Linked DNA regions of Capra hircus: region 1 is linked to region 2. Evidence: chromatin contacts called from public Hi-C data. All regions are on one chromosome and are shown on one strand. The core of a region is the stretch at or near the end of the contact, and the rest is flanking DNA. Distances in the headings are between cores, read along the strand shown.

Evidence for each region. Hi-C and Micro-C count contacts between places; a contact is called where the count stands out from the background.
Region 1: a contact with region 2 is called in a Hi-C map of blood, with 2.5 times the contacts expected there. The contact joins two enhancer-like sites. A contact is called at or near these places in 2 of 5 Hi-C or Micro-C datasets (both in blood).

The regions. Positions count from the first base shown.
Region 1 is chr22:1,738,156-1,741,019 of ARS1.2, reverse strand. It overlaps SLC4A7 (sodium bicarbonate cotransporter 3), which reads left to right. Exons shown (of 26, transcript XM_018067222.1): 2 at 2,327-2,408. Among named protein-coding and RNA genes, the nearest start is that of SLC4A7, 42 kb to the left of the region's middle. Within about 2 kb of position 1,354, at least 1 of the 5 cell types and tissues checked has an H3K27ac peak or open chromatin away from gene starts, as enhancers often do.
Region 2 is chr22:1,683,255-1,686,085 of ARS1.2, reverse strand. SLC4A7 (sodium bicarbonate cotransporter 3) reads left to right here. Exons shown (of 26, transcript XM_018067222.1): 19 at 115-276; 20 at 421-672. Among named protein-coding and RNA genes, the nearest start is that of NEK10, 35 kb to the right of the region's middle. Within about 2 kb of position 1,520, at least 2 of the 5 cell types and tissues checked have an H3K27ac peak or open chromatin away from gene starts, as enhancers often do.

The DNA of each region.
Region 1 (2,864 bases), core at 105-2,604, 55 kb before region 2:
GATCCAGGTCACGCTCGAAGTTCAGACAGGCCTTTATGACATCAGTCAGCTCTTCCTCAGAATCTCTGTCTGCCTCTTCAAAACCTCAGTGTCATCCTCTGTCGTGTATCCCAGACCCAGGTTTGCTGAGGACAGGAGGGTCCTTGTGTCCCGTCCCTGCTCCGTGTACTCCGCTCTCCATCTTCGTTACCTGAGGCTGAGCAGATTTCCCTGAGGCGCCAGAAGTGGCAGGTGGTGTCCCCCTTGTCGGCCTTGCCCACAAGAGGGGGTGCACGGTGGCCCTCAGGAGCTGTGCTGGGAGGTCTGGGGGGCCGAGGAGTGGGGGTGCACTGTGGCCCTCAGGAGCTGTGCTGGGAGGTCTGGGGGGCTGAGGAGTGGGGGTACACCGTGGGCCTCACGGGATCTCTGCCGGGAGGTCTGGGGGACCGTGGATTGGGGGTGCACTGTGGGCCTCAGGAGCTGTGCCGGGAGGTCGGGGGGCCGTGGAGTGGCGGTGCACTGTGGGTCTCAGGAGCTGTGCCGGGAGGTCTGGGGGGCTGTGGAGTGGGGGTGCACTGTGGGTCTCAGGAATTGTGCCGGGAGGTCTGGGGGGCTGTGGAGTGGGGGTGCACTGTGGGCCTCAGGAGCTGTGCCGTGAGGTCTGGGGGGCTGTGGAGTGGGGGTGCACTGTGGGCCTCAGGAGCTGTGCCGGGAGGTCAGGGGGACTGTGGAGTGGGGGTGCACTGTGGCCCTCAGGAGCTGTGCCGGGACGTCTGGGGGGCTGTGGAGTGGGGGTGCACTGTGGGTCTCAGGAATTGTGCCGGGAGGTCTGGGGGGCCGTGGAGTGGGGGTGCACTGTGGGCTCTCAGGAGCTGTGCCGGTGAGGTCTGGGGGGCTGTGGAGTGGGGTGGGGTCAGGAGCTGTGCGGAGGGGGGCTGTGGAGTGGGGTGCACTGTGGGCCTCAGGAGCTGTGCCGGGAGGTCAGGGGGACTGTGGAGTGGGGGTGCACTGTGGGTCTCAGGAGCTGTGCCGGGAGGTCAGGGGGACTGTGGAGTGGGGGTGCACTGTGGGTCTCAGGAATTGTGCCGGGAGGTCTGGGGGGCCGTGGATTGGGGGTGCACTGTGGGTCTCAGGAGCTGTGCCGTGAGGTCTGGGGGGCTGTGGAGTGGGGGTGCACTGTGGGCCTCACTGGAGCTGTGCCGGGAGGTCAGGGGGGCTGTGGAGTGGGGGTGCACTGTGGGTCTCAGGAGCTGTGCCGTGAGGTCTGGGGGGCTGTGGAGTGGGGGTGCACTGTGGGTCTCAGGAGCTGTGCCGGGAGGTCTGGGGGGCTGTGGAGTGGGGGTGCACTGTGGGCCTCACGGGATCTCTGCCGGGAGGCCTGGGGAGCTGTGGAGTGGGGTGCACTGGGGGGGGGGGGGGGGGGCTGTGGAGTGGGGTGCACTGTGGGCCTCACTGGAGCTGTGCCGGGAGGTCTGGGGGGCCGTAGAGCTCACCTGTGGGGGGAAGGGGCTTCTGCCATCTGTCTCAGCCAGTGACACAGAATCTTGTGCACACTGAGTTCATGATAAGTAGTTTATGAGTATTCTATCATGTTCCTTTGAAAGTTAAGTTAGAAGTCGAGAAGCGACATTAAAGCTAAAATTTTCTTTTAAAAATAGTCTGTGTAATGTATTACAGTAAATATGGTTAGTCTTTTTGTTGAGCAGAAAAGTGGAACAAAACTGTTCACAGCTCAAAGGTGGACTGTCCTTAGAGGCTAAAATTTGAGTTTGGCTTTTCCTTTGTAGGCAAATAAAAAGTTCTTACAACTTTGGTTCTTAGTGATTTACGATTGAAAGTGAAACATGTTAAGTCTATGGACTTATTTTTGACCATTGTACATTTAACCATAATCCAGTATCCAATACTAGTATAGGTGATTTAAGTGGGATTCTTTCTGTCTAGAATACCTAAAAGCAAAAAAAAAAAAAAAAAAAAGTGTTCTATATTGATATCTAAGGGTTTCCCTCAAACCCGATTCTCTGTAATTTCTGATTAACTTCTAATTTCTGAGAGTCATTCCACTGAAGTGAATATGTGTGCCAGTTACTTAGTAATTTCCATGGACGCCCAGAAAATCTTTGTCATTTCAGTTCTTTCCATGAGACTTTAAATGGTCTTCTGTGGATTAAAAAAAAAAAGCCTATAAACATACTTTTAAAAGAATGTAGTTAGCCACAGTATGAATTCGGTTCTTTGACAGGAAGGTCCTCTGTTACATATTTCTGGCTGTCTCAAATAACACACCTAGCAGTAGGCCCTCGGTGTATATTGATTTCATGAATTAATGAGAATAATTTCTTTTTAGGGTCCCGATGAAGAAGCTGTTGTGGATCTTGGCAAAACCAGCTCAACTGTGAACACCAAGTTTGAAAAAGAAGAACTAGAGAGTAAGTTTGTTTAAAGTAACTTTTGTTTAGCAATATAAACAGACAGTGAGTGTCTGTTAGTGTCCTTTAAGTTTTACTTATTTGTTGAAACTATTGTTGTTGTTGCTGTAGAGCATTCATTTATAAGAGTGTTCAACACTTTTCTGAACATAGTTTAATTTTTCTAAACATAGTTTAAAGAATATATTACAAAAACCTGCGCAACCACTACCCGCATCTACAAAGAGAACATTCCTTGAAACATAAATATCAGAATGATTTTCAAATTTTACTAATGGTCACCATTACTTACCTTGGAAATCGAATGCCACAATTATAAAATCAGTTAATTCTTTAAATTTTTTTTTTTAACAAGCTGCTGCTGCTAAGTCGCTTCAGTCGTGTCTGACTCTGTGTGACCCCATAGACGGCAGCCTACCAGGCTCCCCCGTCCCTGGGATTCTCCAGGCAAGGACA
Region 2 (2,831 bases), core at 271-2,770:
GAATCCAGTGTCCAGTTCTTTCCAACGCCTTGGCATTTCTTGAGGGTAGACACAGTCTGTGCTGTTAGAAGGAAACCTTTCTTTCTTCCTTTGAATTTTTTGATGTTTTAACAGCCTACTGATAAAAATAGGGGCTGGATCATAAGCCCACTGGGAGAGAACCCTTGGTGGACCTTATTAATAGCTGCCATTCCGGCTCTGCTCTGCACCATTCTCATCTTCATGGATCAGCAGATTACAGCGGTGATCATCAACAGAAAGGAGCACAAGTTGAAGGTAACTTTCAGAGCGCGTCCCGAGAGTTGTTTCTTTGAGTTGGAGGTGGTGAACACGAGTTCCCTCTCTCTTTATGAGTAGTGCAGACTTTGAACCTGAAAGAACAGTATGTGCTGACGGATCCTCGTGTGTTCCCCTTTTCAGAAAGGAGCCGGCTACCACCTGGACCTGCTCGTGGTCGGTGTCATGCTGGGGGTGTGCTCTGTCATGGGCCTTCCATGGTTTGTGGCTGCAACAGTGTTGTCAATAAGTCATGTCAACAGCCTGAAAGTGGAATCTGAATGCTCTGCTCCTGGGGAGCAACCCAAGTTTTTGGGCATTCGTGAACAGCGGGTGACAGGGCTAATGATTTTTATTCTAATGGGCCTGTCTGTGTTCATGACTTCAGTACTAAAGGTAAAATCTCTTTGTTACAATGTTTTAAAAACCTTTTTTGGTCATAAAATTTATATTTGGTGGTATGAAAATGAAACATTAAAATATCTAAAATAGTTTCATTTCCTAGACTTTACTTGGAAAATAAAATGTTGGAATGGTAGTTGCTGTGGTAAGCATCAGGGTTAGATTGTATCCTTTTGAAAAATAATGTGAAAGGGTACTATTAAAGACTAGAGTTGGAAGAAGTTCATCTGTGGCTTAGTTATAATCTAAAGGAAGAATATACCTAGAGAATTTTATAAGCATATTAGAGGAAGTATTATTGAAAGGTGGATGAAATAGTAATTTAACTGAAATGTAAAAAAGAATGCTGCTATTAATTGAATTAGTACATTCTTCCTGATGAGCTAAATGAGATATAAGTAGTACCACTCATATCTTTTAGTCACATCTGAGATTTACTGTACATATTCTACTGAATCTGGTAATTTAACAAAAAACAGTCATAGCAAATATAATCTGGTATTTTCTGTTCATCATGGAAGAGCTCAACTCCATTATTTAGTTTGTTTGTTTGTAAACTATTTATAAATTACGGTACAAATGTGGAGCATTATACGCATGTGTGTTACGAATTAACTGAAGAAACTGTTGTTAGTACTGGAATTCTTTGGCCTTCTTTTGTGGAGCCAGCTAATTGGCCAAATATTTGTTGAGTACTTTCTGTACTGTTAGTTACTGAGGAAATAATAACAAATAGGACAGTGTCTGCTTTGAAGAATTTGGCAGTCTGTCTGGTGAAACAGATAGACAGATGGGCAGTTTCTTCATGGTGGTGAGTGTCTTGTTAGAACAGCAAGAGACGAGAAGCGTGCGGTGCCGTCTTGTGTGAATGCTGCCCCCTGCTGGCCAAGGTTGCCCTTTACGTGTTTTTTTTTTTTTAGTAGTTTCAAACATTTTAAAGTATTAATTGCATATAAGCAGAAAAATTCAAGTAGAATATCAAGAAAGCTCTAAAATGAAGAGCTTGTTTTCTCACTTTCCAAAAGCAACTCTCTCCACGTTAACTTTTTACTCCTTTGTTTTTTAAGATATTTTGTTAGTCAATGCCATTACGGTTCTACATACTTCTATAATGTTATTTCTAACTTTATTGTCTTTAATGAAATAGTGAAAATAGTGACTCTCACTGCCTAAGAGAGTGATTCTTAAAGGCTCTCCCAAGGACCTCTGTCTGGGGTTGCAGGGGCCGCGCTTGCCCAGGTGTGCGCCTATGTGAGTCGGGGTTGTCCTCACGGCCTTTGGCCAGAACCGTGTAGGCAGCACGCTGAGCTAGATGCGGGCGTGAGAGTGGGGTCCTCTGTTACCACCCACTGAAGGATTTACAGGGACACGGAGGAGTGCTGCTCTTCTCGCTTAATCTTATGTTCTTTGGAAATGACAGCTTTCCAGTAAAAGTATATTCTTTATATTACCTTGTAAGGCGTTTATTATTTTGAAATGAACTAACTATTTAAAAGTTTTCTTTTAATTTCTAATGTGGTATCTATTTCCAATACAACTACCTGCTTATCTATTTATGTATCTCTCCAAGTATAGAATCCGCATAGGCAAAAATATTTGGGAGGAGGGTCCTCTGTACTTGTTAGGAGTGAAAAAGGGTCCTTAGACTAAAAAGCTTGAGAGCCTCTGAACTGAGGTTATATCTTTCATGAGGATTTACCCCCACATCCCCTTTTCCCTTTCATCACTTGTTTTTTGGTTGGCTGCATTTTATTATTGTAAAGGTTGCCCACATCTACACTCTTTTTCCTTTTTTTGTAAGTTAAATTATAGAGATGTAAACCTTCGGGGGACGTGTAATCAGTGTTATGATGATATAAAAATACTCGCCAAGGACTAAGCAGTGAGATCAGCCTGTGTGGAGGCAGAAATACACCTCATTTCCCAAGTTCCTACTGTTTTAGAATTATAGCCTGATAAGTTTTCTTCATATCTGTTAACTTCTCTTTTTAAAAAAGTACATGTTCCACTTTTTCTTGTATTGCTAAATTTTTTTTATAATGCTAAAGGAACTCCTTGAGTAATTTTTGCATGTATGGTTCCATAATTAGTGAACTTTCAGAGTTCTTACATATTTCAAATTCCTCTCACATTTGTTTAATAGATGGGTATTC